3 separate regions of the Mus musculus genome follow, and all the other regions are linked to region 1. A link is a contact called in public HiChIP or PLAC-seq and promoter capture Hi-C data. All regions are on one chromosome and are shown on one strand. Each heading gives the region's core, a stretch centred on a gene start, on an enhancer-like site or on the middle of the called end of the contact. The rest is flanking DNA. Distances are from core to core; before and after follow the strand shown.

What was found. Promoter capture Hi-C pulls out the DNA fragments that hold promoters and counts their contacts. HiChIP or PLAC-seq counts read pairs in DNA pulled down with a chosen protein or histone mark.
Region 2: a contact with region 1 is called in a promoter capture Hi-C map of pre-B cells, with 2.1 times the contacts expected there. The contact joins the promoter of Nsun4 here to the promoter of Toe1 in region 1. A contact is called at or near these places in 3 of 39 promoter capture datasets (hippocampal neurons, liver and pre-B cells), 1 of 484 Hi-C or Micro-C datasets (uterus) and 1 of 9 other capture datasets (adipose tissue).
Region 3: an H3K4me3 HiChIP or PLAC-seq map of the SCID.adh cell line shows a contact between it and region 1, with 12 read pairs. The contact joins the promoter of Rad54l here to the promoter of Toe1 in region 1. A contact is called at or near these places in 7 of 39 promoter capture datasets (the 3T3-L1 cell line, cranial neural crest, embryonic stem cells and 4 more), 3 of 115 datasets of contacts at active chromatin or transcription factors (the SCID.adh cell line, bone marrow-derived macrophages and embryonic basal ganglia) and 1 of 9 other capture datasets (pancreatic islet).

The regions. Positions count from the first base shown.
Region 1 is chr4:116,804,926-116,809,823 of GRCm38.p6, reverse strand. Toe1 (target of EGR1, member 1 (nuclear)) reads left to right here and starts at 2,265. Exons shown (of 8, transcript NM_026654.2): 1 at 2,265-2,356; 2 at 3,065-3,207; 3 at 3,298-3,338; 4 at 3,469-3,565; 5 at 3,681-3,839; 6 at 4,079-4,338; 7 at 4,530-4,692; 8 at 4,769-4,898. The coding sequence starts at 2,305. It overlaps Mutyh (mutY DNA glycosylase), which reads right to left and starts at 2,090. Exons shown (of 16, transcript NM_133250.2): 1 at 2,053-2,090.
Region 2 is chr4:116,051,224-116,056,121 of GRCm38.p6, reverse strand. It overlaps Nsun4 (NOL1/NOP2/Sun domain family, member 4), which reads left to right and starts at 2,311. Exons shown (of 6, transcript NM_028142.5): 1 at 2,311-2,438. The coding sequence starts at 2,346.
Region 3 is chr4:116,121,813-116,126,710 of GRCm38.p6, reverse strand. Rad54l (RAD54 like (S. cerevisiae)) reads left to right here and starts at 3,022. Exons shown (of 18, transcript NM_009015.3): 1 at 3,022-3,649; 2 at 3,729-3,815. The coding sequence starts at 3,647. 2510003B16Rik (RIKEN cDNA 2510003B16 gene) reads right to left here and starts at 2,871. Exons shown (of 3, transcript NR_131048.1): 1 at 2,595-2,871.

The DNA of each region.
Region 1 (4,898 bases), core at 1,016-3,515:
CCAATAGAGGAGAGCAGTTTCACTGAAGCCTGTCTCCAGGAGAGGGCTGTTTCTTCCACACGCACAGGCTGAGATCCTGCTAACCCACCAGCCCGGCTAAGCTTCATTCCTTCCAGTCCAACCCAGTATGCAAGGTGCTTTGATATCCAGAGGCCAGAGTCTCATCCTTTCACTATGCTCCAACTGCCTAACTTAATCTTATTTTACTTTATTTTGCCACAGGCTCTCACTATGCAGCCTTGGCTGGCCTGGAACTCTGCCTCCCTAGTGCTAAGGTTCATGGCTTTTGTCACCACCATACCTGGCATTCTCCATTGTAGCTTTTATAGCAAGTGTAATGTCAAATTTACTTTTGATTCTTTTGGTCAATGTCTTCTTATTCTACTTTAAATGAAACAGCATTTTGGAAGCTAAGCTGGATGACTATGAACTCTGGTTTCATCTCAAACAAATAAACCAACCAACCACAAGCCTGGGAGTTGAGAAGATAGTTCAGTGGTTAGTGATAATTAGTTGGATTTCCAGCACCTCATAATCATCTGAAACTCCAGTTTCAGGTGATCCAACACCTTCTTCTAGCCTCATGGGCACCAGGGACCCTCCCTGTGCACATACATATATTCAAGAAAATACTCATATATATCAAATAAACACGGACACAGGGACCCTGTGCACATATACAGGAAAGCAGTCATATATATTAAACAAACAAAGTAAAAGTTAAAAAAAATCCCACAACTTTTGAGTGGAGATGTTGGTCAGTTAGTGACTGTCTAGGGAACATGAAGTCCTGGGTTCAATCCCGGATCCCACGTGGCTGCACAGTGGGGGCTCATGAGTTTTGATCATAGCATCCATATTGGACTGCTCATAAACCAGCTGTGATATCAGCCCTAGGCTACGGCCAGGGGGATTAGAGGGCTGTGAGATCTGTGTTGGAGGGTGGGATCCGACTGCACTCACACACACGGACCCACGCAGAAATCATACACGGAATTAAAAATAGTAACAAACCTTTTTTGTTTTTGTTTTTTGGAGACGGGTTTCTCTGTGTAGTTCTGGCTGTCCTGGAACTCACTTTGTAGACCAGGCTGGCCTCGAACTCAGAAACCCACCTAATCCGCCTGCCTCTGCCTCCCAAAGTGCTGGGGCTAAAGGCGTGCGCCACCATCGCCCACTACAAATCTTTTTTAAAAAGTCAAACTAGCCGGGCGTGGTGGCGCACGCCTTTAATCCCAGCACTCAGGAGGCAGAGGCAGGTGGATTTCTGAGTTTGAGGCCAGCCTGGTCTACAAAGTGAGTTCCAGGACAGCCAGGACTATACAGAGAAACCCTGTCTCGAAAAACCAAAAAAAAAAAAAAAAAAAAAAGTCAAACTAGAGTGGTTGTGCACACCTATAACCCAGCACTCCAGGTGTGGAGATTGCTTTTTGTTTTGTTTTATAGAGACGAGAGTTTCTCTGTGCAGCCCTGGAGCTCACTCAGTACACCAGGCTGGCCTTGAACTCAGAGATCCGCCTGCCTCTGCCTCCTGAAGGATGAGATTATTGTCAGGCACCATCCCACCCAGCCTGAATTTTTAAAGATAAGTTTGAAGCCTTTTATCTTTTAAGATAAGGAGAAATCTAGGTCGGTGGAGCTAGAGAACACTTCCTAGGATGGGACTGAATTCCGACATTGTTACCACCTACAGGTCAAATTAAGACCTACCAAAACCTTAACTCAAGTGCACATTAATACTTGGGTGAATTATCTTTAAAACGTTCCTGGTCATTTTACCACTTATCTACCTGTGTCCTGTAGAACGCTTCCCTCTCACTTCCTTATCTTTCTGGACTTGTGTCCATGCTCAGGACCCCTTTACTCGGCCGTGCACCCCTCTCTCCCGAACTCCTAGGCTTGCTTTAGCTCAGCGCAGGAGGCATTCTTTCCCCAACCCAGCGCCGAGAAGCCTGCGCTGCCCATGCCAACCCTGAGTTTGTGTAAGTGAAACGATCGGCTGTAATTTTAAGATTCCACGTTCCCGCCACCACAAATGAAAGCACAGATTACCTCCTGCGCAGTCTCCGACCGGCCGCTCCCAAGAAACCCCGAAGGGGGCGTGGCTTCGGTCAGTAGGACCGTCCAGCCAATAGACACTCAGCGCGCGCAAGGCCCACGCTCCGCACCCCGCCCGACCACTCGGAACGGAAGTTGACCCTACGGGACCCAGACGCCGAGACCCCGCCCCATCCTAGATCCGTGTCGCTTCTGGAGACGAAGCGGAAGTCTCTGCGTACCTCCAGAAGGCTGGCGAGGGGCGTCATGGCCGCGGACAGTGACGATGATGTGCCTCCAGTTCCAACGCCCTCTGACGGTGAGCGGCTCCCCAGGGATGGCCACAGAAGCCTAAGGGGTCCTGGGGAGGGAAAAGCCTCGGCCCGGTAGCTCGGAGACAGGCCTGTAGTTCTTCTTGCCTCAGCTATCTTAGACTACAACTCCCAGTGTGCAGCGCGTGCAACTGCAAAACCCGAACTGTTGTAGAGTGGAGCAGTGAGGTGGGATGGGTGGTGTGTTTTGGACGGAGCCGGTGGTTGTCAGTCGGTAATACCAGAGTGCGTAGTCGTCCACAGTAAGTGGAGCTTGGGTTTAACTTTGGAGCACTCCGGTAGCTGTTGAGGCATCATGTATATGTGGCTTTATGGGATCGGTTTGTGTTTGAGATAGGAGCATGCTCTGTAGGCTAGCCTTGAACTCGTGGTCCTTCAGCCTAATGCTCCCTAGTCCTGGGATTACAGGCTGGAGGATAAAGAATCCTCAAAGGTTATCTAGTCCACTTTTCTCCTGATCATGATGCAAAAAAGAAATGATTTCCCAGTCCCACATAAAGGCACTAAAAGACACAGATGCCCTTTTTCCAAATTTAGGGCACTGCCCATTTCAGAGCTTGTGTTTAGAGCTGGTAGATGTAAAATCTTTAAGTGAAAGCTTGTCAGTGGGCACCCCTTTGCCCACATCTAGCTTGGTGTTTGCTCCACAGGGACCTTGTGAAACCATCTAAATCCATCAACGCCCTTATCCCCAGGTGGTGTCAACAAAAACACACAACCTGCAGAGGAGTTTGTGGTTCGGGTTCCTGTGGTAGACGTGCAGAGTGACAACTTCAAGGAGATATGGCCATCACTCTTGCTAGCCTTAAAGACAGCTAGCTTTGTGGCTGTGGACACGGTGAGGAGTGGGAGGAAGGGAGGGCAGGTGGCTGTGAAGTGTTTGGTGATGGGTGTGGAAAATAACCACACTTCCTTTACCCACCCATAGGAGCTGAGTGGGCTCGGGGATAGGAAGAGTTTGCTGAACCAGTAAGTATAAGCCTTGCCTGTGATCCCAGCTCTAACAAATATGTAGGTCTCAACCCAGAAGCTAGGGACTGCCAGCCCTGGTAGTTTGGGTTCTTTGTGAAACTAACTCATGCCCAAACCCAACTCTAAGGTGCATTGAGGAACGTTACAAGGCCGTGTGTCATGCTGCCAGGACCCGTTCTGTCCTGTCCCTGGGCCTCGCCTGCTTCAGGCAGCAACCAGATAAGGTAGGAATTACCTTCATCCCAGGTCTGAGGGAGGCATGGGGCCTGAGAGTTGAGATCTTAATGGTGGAAATTTTTCCTCCCAGTTTTTGGTAAAGTAGATCCTCATGTTTTTCAGGGTGAAAATTCTTACTTGGCTCAAGTGTTCAATCTCACCCTGCTATGCATAGAGGAGTACGTTATAGAACCGAAGTCTGTGCAGTTCCTGGTACAGCATGGCTTCAACTTCAACCGGCAGTACGCCCAGGGTATCCCCTACCATAAGGGCAATGACAAGGTAGCTCTCCAGCTTCCTCTGGCCTTGAGTTCGAGTCCCGTGTGGTTTATTTCTTGCTTGCATAGGCCTGGGGGGTGGGGGGTGGGGGACATGTGTGTGACAAGGCTCGAGAAACAAGACCTTTGTGGAAGGGGCAGGGCGGGGTTAGATAATGAGGCGGTGCTTCCCCAGTGGGAAACCTGGTTAAGTGTGCTGACTGGGTGCTGACTGGGCATCGTTGTCCTTCCCCTTCCACCTAGGGAGATGAGAGCCAGAGCCAGTCGGTACGGACGCTGTTCCTTGAACTGATTCGGGCCCGACGGCCCCTGGTGCTACATAATGGCCTTATAGACTTGGTGTTCCTGTACCAGAATTTCTACGCGCACCTGCCTGAGAACTTGGGGACCTTCACTGCTGACCTGTGTGAGATGTTCCCAGCAGGCATCTATGACACCAAATATGCCGCCGAGTTCCATGCCCGATTTGTAGCTTCCTACTTAGAATACGCTTTCCGGAAATGGTGAGAACATGGTTGATGGGAAGGGGTGGGGCCTGGCATGAGCCTGTTTCATTCACTTATTTATCTAGTACCTACCATATGCCAGGCACTGTTTTTAGGTGCTGAAGATTCAGCAGTGAACAAAACACAACCCCCCCTGTTCTGGTGGAACTTATATGCTAGTGAAGCAATACCTTCTTGCGCTGTTGCAGTGAGCGGGAGAATGGGAAGCAGCGGGCAGCTGGCAGCCCACATCTTGCCCTGGAATTCTGCAGCTATCCATCTAGCATGAGCGGGCACATTGACTACCGCTGCTGTATGTCCCCTGGGACCTGCCGTCGTTCTCGTACCACTGGCATCTGTGACAAGTTCTCGGTGAGTAAATGTCCATTTCTTGGGGAGGGAAGGCTCTGATGTATGGAGCCCCTTCTTACACTTTTCCAACCTCCAGGCCTATGGCTGGTGTCCTCTGGGACCACAGTGTCCTCAGTCACACGATATTGACCTTATAATTGACACTGATGAGGCTGTGGCAGAAGATAAGCGGCGGAGACGGCGACGTAAGGACAAACGGAAGAGGT
Region 2 (4,898 bases), core at 1,062-3,561, 750 kb after region 1:
ACAATCACATAAATTATCTGCTCCTGGCAAAATCACACCCCTGCTATAGCATGAGGCAAATCATAGCTGCTGTGGACAATATGAAGCAGCCCCATGTCCCACACTTGAGGTTAAAATAAGAATATATTCCCATATTTCTGGGTTTTTCAAAGAAACCAAAATTCTCACTACATTCCTCTGATTACATTAACAGCAAAAAACAAACAAACAAACAAACAAACAAAAACAACAAAAATTGAGACAGTTTTCACTATATATCCCTAGCTGACCTTCAACTCGCTGCAGAACAGGCTGGTCTCTAACTCAAAGAGATCCACCTGACTCAGACTCCAGGAGCTCACGGATTAAAGATATGAACCTTTGTCTGCAAAGGAAATAGGAACTCCACAGGAAGATCAACAGAGTCAACTAACCTGGACCCTTGGGACTTTCAGAGACTGAACCACCAACCAAAGAACATACACGAGCTGGACCTAGGCCTCCCCGCACATATGTAGAAGATGTGCAGCTCTGTCTTCATGTGGGTCCCAAATAACTGGAGCAGAGACTATCCCAAAAGCTATTGCCTGTCTGTGGGATATGTTCTTCCAGCTGGGCTGCCTTGTCTGGCCTCAATGGGAGAGGATACGTTTTGCCAAGCAGACCTGATGTGCCATGGTGGGGAGATAGCTGGGGGGGGACCTCCACCCTCTAGGAGGAGAAGAGGGAATGGGGGAGGCATTGTGGGAGGGGAGTTGGTAAAGGGGTAGTGATTGGGATGTAAAGTGAATAAATAAATCAAGAAACAAAACAAAAGGGGCTGGTGAGATGGCTGAGCGGTTAAGAGCACTGACTGCTCTTCCAAAGGTCCTGAGTTCAAATCCCAGCAACCACATGGTGGCTCACAACTATCTGTAATGAGATCTGACTCCCTCTTCTGGAGTGTCTGAAGACAGCTACAGTGTACTTACATATAATAATAAATAAATCTTAAAAAAAAAATTCTTAAAAAAAAAAAGAAACAAAAGGACATGTGCCATCGTGGCCTCATTTGGCTCACTAAAATTTTGAAACTCAAATTCTCACTTGTTTAAGTCTTATTTTACTTTTATTGTTTAAGATAATGACAGATAGCCAGTCGGTGGTGGCGCATGCCTTTAATCCCAGCGCTTGGGAGGCAGAGGCAGGCAGATTTCTGAGTTCGAGGCTAGCCTGGTCTATAAAGTGAGTTCCAGGACAGCCAAGGCTATACAGAGAAATCCTGTCTCGAAAAACCAAAAAAAAAAAAAAAAAAAAAAAAAAAAGATAATGACAGATACGTATGTGACTTGGATGATGAGTACAATTTTTGGCAGGTGCTCATTCTATATTTGTATGAGTTACAGTTTGGGCACACCCTTTTAATCCCAGCCCTTGGGAGACGGAAGCAAGCAGGTATAATTTCCAGGCTAGCCTGGTGTACATAGAGAGTTATAGGCCAGCCACGACTATGTAGTGAGATCTTGTCTCAAAAATCAAAAGGAAAAGAAAAGAGTGTGTTATATGTTTGTATATGTTCATGCATATGTGCATATGGTCTATGAATGGCAGCTGCAGGTCAACACCACACGTCTTCAGATGGTCTCATGGAATCTGGAGCTCACTAATTCAAAGACGTTGGCTGCCCCACAACTTCCAGAGATCAGTTTGACATACTTAACATTTTTAAAAAATTACGACTTAGCTGATTATACTATATGGTGGGTGGCAATACATTATAAGAATAAATGTAAGGTTACAGAAAAGCTGTCTGACCTGTAGCTATGAAAACCAAGCTTGGCCTGGAACTCACAGAGATCCGTCTGCTTCTGCCTTCCAAGTGCTGGAATAAAGACATATGCCACTCTGCTCAGCCAAACGATCATTTCTAAAAATAGTGATCACCCCCTTTCTTCTTGGATCCTAAGCGGCGTAGTCAATTTGATAGTCTCAGAAAGAACACAAAATTAGGTACCGAGTCTTGAAAAGAACCGTCTAAAAGGAAGATCTTGAAACTGGCTTCTATGGCTTCCTAGCAATTCCGCTTCTGTCTATAGTCTGCTCTAATTTCGTTCTACCTCGGCAGCTTTCTCCATGCAGGTTGAGCCCAGAAGGCCTTCCCTGCAACTTCCTAGGAGCTCCTTTAGATGCTCTAGCACAGCCACCGCTTCGTGTGCGCCCCGAGGATTCTGGTGGGTGGGGTGTGGAGGTAGGCGGAGCCCTGGGGGCGCCGCAAGCCTAGCCCCGCCCTGTCTGCCGCTGATATTCTAAGCAGCCCTCAATCCTTCCCGGAACCCGCGAGAGCGCAGCTGCAGTTTCAGTCGGAATTATTGGCGTTGTTAGTTGACATGGCTGCGCCCGTCTTAAGATGTGTTCGGAAGCTGCTGAAGCTCGTGGACTTCACGCCGGTCCCGCGGAGATATCGATATAAGAAGAAATGGGTAAGGTCTGACATTAGAGGGAGACTTATCCAGCCCTTGCGTTTCCCGTCACTCACAGTTGCATTCGGGACATGAACTCCAGGGACCGTAACCTTCTTGGAGCTCTTGTCTCACGCCTGCCTGTCCTTTTATTAACCACAAGCCTCTTCCTGTTGCGTAAGCAGCCCCCTGACTCCGCCCCTCTCTGTTAAGTCACGGCCTGAGCTTTCATTCGGTGACGTTACATCGCCTCATGTTACTTTTTCTTGCTTACTTTTATCTTGCCCTTCCCACCCTTCTTTTTCCTTTTCTTTCCTCCCTCTTACCCTTCCCCTCCAGTCCCATGAACTCTTCCCCTCCTTTCCTCCTTAAAATTTCAGCCCCTTCAACTTCACCTCAAGCAGACTGCCCTAACAACTACTCCTTCCCTCCTGAGTCTCCGTCGTCCTGCAGGAAAGGATTCACCCCTGTTCTCACTCTCGAGGTGCCTGTGGCGCCCGGGAAAGACTTCAACGACCACCTTTCCTGTAATGCTGGCCTTTCTCCAAATGCAGGCAACAGATTCACCAACCCCCCTTACTCTAGAGAACCTTTCTCTTGCCTCACCATTTCTTCTCCGTGCTTACCTCGACGGATCCCCACCCCGCCCCCTCCGCCCCCAGTCCTCTCCTCCCCACCCCCACCGGAGAGGTGCCCCTTTGAACCCTTTTCTCCACTCCTAGGAAGGCTGTACAGACAAGAGCCAGCTGGTTCATCCTCTCCTTGTTTTGACCGATTCAGCCTTCAGGGGTCACCCTCTCCTCATCAGCGGAACCTATGTTGCAACTATATTGATTCCCCAGAATCTCAGCGTTCATGCCCTCCAAGTCCGCGTCTTTGTTATGTGACTTCCCCACCTCTCATTCATCAGGCCCCTAGAGCCAGCCCAGTAACTTCCCCTGAACTTACTCATATAACCTTGGAGACAGGCCCGGTGATTTCGACTCCCCTTATGCCAGGGTCCCAGGGAAATTACTCCATCATTTCACCTCTTCTTACCCATCGGCCCCTGAGACCTGGCCTTGCAATTTCACCTCCCCTTGCTCACCGATCTGTGGAAACTAGACCTCTAACCCCTGCATCCATTTCTCACCGAGGGCCCCACTGTCCCTCTAGAAGAAGTTACAATGATCCTCCCCTTTCTTCAGCATCTTCCCCACCCTCTGGCAACCCTTACCACGACAACCCTATGCCTCCAAACTCTTGTGAACCTAAACCACAGCTTGATGTACCTCTTGGGAAAAATGGCTGTGGCCCTCCACTTTCTTCTCAGGCAGGCATGTCTGGCTCTCCCATCTCACCTCAAGAGGGCTGTATTCATTATTCCCATTTATGCCCAGATTCCCAGATATCTGCCCCTAGGAGTCCTTTCTGTGTTATCAACCTACCACCTGAGAGTGCTGGTTCTCCTAGCTCATCCCTGCCTCAGGCTCTCCAGAAGCCCTGTGTAGGGTCCTTTCTGTGGGAGCCTGGGGGGAACTCTTACCTCTTACTAACCCCAGGTACTATAATTTCTGGTCCTTCCTGCACCACAGGACCACCTCTTCCTCAGTGTCCTAATCCTTCCCCGTATTTCCCATCTCCCCTGAACAACCAGTGTGTAGCTCCACCTCAGTCACCCAGAGGTTATAATGAACCCCGCCCTCCTACCTCAGCTCCCCCTCAAATGAAGTCCCCCAAATCCCCTGAATCACGACGCAATCCCTACAAGTGTCGGTCCCTAGACAATACACCCCACCACACTCCTCCTAGCCATTCTAAATCCCATAAGACCAACACCTGTCCTCAGCCTCCCTCCCAGTCCTTTGGCCTCTTTAGTCCATGTATGGAGCCAGCCATCACAACTACTTCAAATTCCTGCCCAAAAGAACCTCCCCCAGAGACCGCTGTCCTCAAAACTGTTGCTCCTACTTCCTGTCCTCATAGCTCGCCTTGTAATCCTGCTTTGCCCAGTAGATATCCTAAGAGTAGTCCCCACGTACCACCTCCAGTTTCCCCCTGCAATACTCATATGTATTCTGTGGTTCCTCCCACCTCCCATTTATCCCCACTCTCTAGTCCCCTAAATCAGTCTATACCTCTCCCTCAGCCTGCGGTTCTCCCTTGTGGCACTTATTCTGCTCCCAGGGGTCCGCCATCCCATATCAAGTCTGTGGCGCCTCCTTGTTCCACCCACATCTATTCTTTTATCCCTTTGAGAACACCCTTTGACCCCCGATGTTTACCTGTTGTCCCTCGAGCTCGGTTTTGCCCCACTACTGTTCCCTGTGGCATTCATACCTATGCTGTGACTTCTCCAGTCCCACTGAACAATCCCTCCCAGATCCCCTACAGCTGTTCTTTGCCTCCATCCAAGACCTCCTCTACCTGTAGCACTTCTGTCAGTTCAACTATTGTTTGTAGTGACTATCAAAGTAGTGACAGCCAGATTAACCACCAAAA
Region 3 (4,898 bases), core at 1,773-4,272, 680 kb after region 1:
TTCTCTCATGTTTCCATGATTTTCCTGTCTTTCTAGTCTGCCTCTTCCATAGCTAGGCATGATGTTGAAGCCCTGTAATCCTAGCTTTCAGGAGGCTGAGGCAGGAGGATCTCAAATGAGTTCTAGACCAGACGAGGCTACATAGTGAGATGTCTGCATATGACTCAACAAAGAACAAAAACAAAACCCAACCTAAACCAGAGCAACAAAACCAAACCAACAAACCCAAACCTCCCAAAGTCCCTGTGAAAAAGATGTTGCTGTTGTGGGGCCCTCTCCTGAGAGAGACCCCACTCCAAAGGGTCATCTTTTTCTTTTTTTAAAGATTTATTTATTATTATATCTAAGTACACTGTAGCTGTCTTCAGATGCACCAGAAGAGGGCATCAGATCTCATTACGGATGGTTGTGAGCTGCCATGTGGTTGCTGGGATTTGAACTCAGGACCTTCAGAAGAGCGGTAGGTGCTCTTAACCACTGAGCCATCTCTCCAGCCCCTATCTTTTTCTTGAAGTGAAAGACTTAACAAGTTGAACAAACAGCACAATGGCCAAAGAATGGAAAAACCAGACTCTATCAACTTCTTTAATCTTTAGGGGTGAAAAAGTCACAGTATATGTGTGTTTCCAAGCCAGATTAAGGGACAGTAGAGCGTTGATCATATCTACCTCACGCCCTTCTCTCAGAAAGCACAGCAGGAGTGGGGCCACTCCCTATCCAAATCAGGCTCAGCTACATATGCCACTTGTGATAAAGCCAGTTAGGCTTCTGTTTCCCTGCTAGAGAACTGGTTTTTCAGAAATCATATGATTATCAATCTGCTAATTTAGCTGATATACTTGAAAGGCCCCAGCCCCCACTGCAACACATCCTGTCCTCCCTGGTCCTTTTTCCTCCCCTCCCCTCTGACTACATAAGCTAGTCCCAATACTTCAATGAATGAGCTGTCCTGTGAAACAGTCTCCTGGGTTGGTTCACCCCTGCCTTTCAGCACCAAGACCCTGCTCCCCTGATCCTCTGCATCCTGATGGCCACTGGTGTACAATGGCTGAGGGGCAGGGGCGGGGGGGGGGGGAGGTAGGCCCACAGATATAGGGTTAAAAATTAGGGAGGTTGGAGGTTGAGCCTGGTGGCATAGGGCTATAATTTTAGCACTAGGAAGTAGAAACAGGAGGTTAGCACTGGATACATCAGACCCAGTCTCAAAAGAAGCAAAACAAACCTTCAAAAAGGAAATACTTGCCAGGTGTGGTGGTGCACGACTTTAATCCCAGCACTTGGGAGGCAGAGGTAGGTGGATTTTTGAGTTCGAGGCCAGCCTGGTTTACAGAGTGAGTTCCAGGACAGCCAGGGCTATACAGAGAAACCCTGTCTCAGAAAAAAAAAAAAAAAAGAAAAAAAAAAAAAAGAAGAAATTGAGATTAAAAAAAAAAAAGGAAATACTTATATATTTTCTAGGGCTAGGTAGAGTTTCTTTCCTTTAAAGAATATTTCTCTGTTATTAGAGCGTGTATGTACATGATGTTTGTATGAGGGTGCGCATGTGCCATGCTGTACATATGGAGGTCAGAGGTCAAGTTTGTGGATCAGTTCTCTCCTTTCACCTTGGTGTGGGCTGTGGGCACTGAACTCATGTCCTCAGGCTTAGGTGACACATGCTTTTATCCACATCCACACATCCCTTATACCCCCCATTTTGAGACAGATTTTGACTATACAGCCCAGGCTGACCTCATAGTCATGGCAAAGAAGTTAACTGTTCTTTTTGTGTATGTGATTTTGTTTTTCATTAAGTTGCTCACAGCCTTCTTGTCTCCCAGCAAGATATTCCTATGGAAATTAAAATTTCTTCGGTTCATTGTTCCCAAAAGCCAAGGAAAGGACATAAGTATCTCTTTAGTATATCCTCATTTCTGCTAGGCGGGCTGGGGATGACAGAGGGTCATAAGTTTAAAGATAACCGGGTTACACAGCAAGACCTTGTCTCAAATAACAACAAACCTCAGCAGTGACCGCCTCACGAAGTTCTACCACTATGCTATATTCCTAGTGCCCCCAAGACACCACACACACACACACACACACACACACACACACACACACACACGACAAAATGGGGACAATAAACCTTATCTGAGGATAGTAAATGATTTATAATAGCTAAGGAGATCCTTTTAAGTAGATAGTGATTAAGTGTAATGGGCATGCTATTTTGATTAGTGAGCACTTAGGTAATACATGGGGGCTATGTTAAATACTTTGAACACTTTTTTTTTTTCCCGTTCTTGGAGGGTCTTTCTACAGAGCTGTCGCTGTCCTGGAACTCATTATGAAGACCAGGCTAGTCTCACAGAGATCTGCTTGCCTATGCCTAGTGAGTACTATAATTAAAGGCCTGCGCTACCAGGCGCAGCTACTTTGTTCACTTTAATTAGACCCTGTGAATAATCCCTTAGGAGAGGTACTATAATAATATCACTTAAAGGAAAAACGGATTTTTAGAGAATGGGTGACTATGCCCCAGGAAAAGACAGCTAGCTTATTTCAAGACATCTCAGACCAATTGGCAGTGCAGCACCAACACCTCCGCTCACCTTTTGACTGGCCACTGGCCTTGCCTGCTTCCAGCTCAGATTTCTGCTCCAGGTCTGGCACAATAAAGAGCCTGAATCAAATTCCCAAAAATGTGCTGCCTTTTGAAATCTATTCCAGTAGCAACTCCTCCGCACAGTACTTCGGTGCAAAACATCTATTTGGTTCAGCTGCTTCGGCCAAAGGCAGGAGCCAGGAAGAGGGACCGTTGGCAAGTAAGAATTCTGGCACCTGCCTGTTGCTGCCACCAGGATAAGCCACAGCTCCTAGTGGTCTGTTGAGCCTCTGGGCGGAAATCCAAGACCCTTATTAGCCTCAGCCCTAGGCCCGCCCCTTCCTTTAGGCCGGATCGTCGAGCGTCAAGTTCACTGAACGCAGCCAATAGGGGACTGTGGTGGCAGAGTGGCGGGAGGTTCGATTGACACTGCCTGGAGGCTCTTAACGCGCGCTTTGGGAAGAGGAAGAATAAGGGGAAAGATACCGGAGTCGCTCTTTGCCTCTCTTCAGCTTCTAAGATTCTCCTCCTCCCAACCTGGATTTTTAACTGGTCCTTCCTGGGTTCCTGTTTAACTTCCCACAAGGCGTTCCTAGGTCTCTGCTTGCCTTCCTCACACTGAGGTTTGATGTCGGTCCAGCTCTGGTAAATTCTATCCCTCTCCTAAGAATTCAGGCGTCTCGCCTTCGTACTTAAGACTGTACTTTTTCGTAGGTGTTACTCTCAGGGAAGCAGCCCAGCTAGGGACGTTATTCCAACTCCACTTTGCTCATCTGCAACTTCAATCTGTCTTCTTTCCCATCCTAGATTTAGACCCAGCTCCGCTTGGACTTGGCTTTGGATATTTTGACCTTGAGGAACTTGGGGACCGACATTCCTGGTTTGGACCCAAGCCTCATCCTCTGATTGCATCCCCTCCCCTCATACCGACTCTTAAGACAATATTTTCAATGATATAGCAACTTCCTTTTATAGCATCCCCTGGTCCTGCATTCTCTGTTGCTGAGTGCTTTTAACTTCGCTGATGGGCACTTGACATTTGATGCTTCTGGGGCCAGGATGGTAAGTGTGACCTTAAGCTGACTTAAGGGGCCTGGCTGCAGGATCACTGCAGGAACTCACTTTCTGTTCTCCCTTGCAGAGGAGGAGCTTAGCTCCCAGCCAGTTGGCTAGGAGGAAACCAGAAGACAGATCATCAGATGATGAAGACTGGCAGCCTGGGACAGTAGTGAGTGTTTAGGGGAATAAGGAAAATGAGGTTCATAGTCATCTTGAGAAAGTACCTTTCATACATTTTTGAAGCTTTTTTTTTTTTTTTTTTTTTTTTTGAGATGAGCTTCTCACCAGGTCTGTAGACTATGGTCTGTCTCCCAAATGCAGTGTGTGGTCGTAGGCATGTGCCAGGCACACCTGGCACTTAAGGTTTTTTTTTTGAAACAGTGTTTCTCTGTGTAGCCCTGGCTGTTCTGGAACTCTGTTTGTAGACCAGGCTGGCCTTGAACTCACACAGAGGTTCCCTTGCCTCTGCTACCCAGTGTTGAAAGTGAAGGTGTTTGCCACTACTGCCCCGCGTAAGTAAATTTTAATGAAAATTTACAGTATACTAAGCATTGGAGAAGATTAATAAAATTGTTATCCTTGGGGCTGGAGAGATGACTCAGTGGTTAAGAGCACTGACTGCTCTTACAAAGGTCCTGAGTTCAAATCCCAGCAACCACATGGTGGCTCACAACCATCTGTAATGAGATCTGATGCCCTCTTCTGGAGTGTCTGAAGACAGCTACAGTGTACTTACATATAATAAATAAATAAATCTTAAAAAAATTGTTATCCTCCAGGTAGGTTCACTAGAAATTAATACAGTTTCAGTTTTCTTGGTGGGAGGAGAATATCAAAACCAAGGAATGGTAATGTTGGGTTCCAGGCCTGCCAAAAGTGGGGGTGGTGGTGTACTAATATATTCTGTGTGCTTCCCTAACTACATAGTATATTCAGGCCAGCCTGGAATACATGAAAATCTGCGTTTAAAAAAAAAAAGTAGGATTTTGGCATATGAGAGCTTTAGAGTTTCTCTGATATCCCTGGCTGCCCCTGAAACTTGCTCTATAGAGATCAGGCTAACCTCAGAATTTAGAGACCTGCCTCTGGTTTCCAAGATCAGGGATTCATTTGCCACCATGCCTGGCTGGGTGTTTTTTTTTGGTCTATTTTGAGACATGAATTCTGTTATGTAGCTCTCTGACTGACTTGGAACTCACTGTGTAGACCAGACAGAGATCCACTTGCCTCTGCCTGATGAGTGGAAGGATTA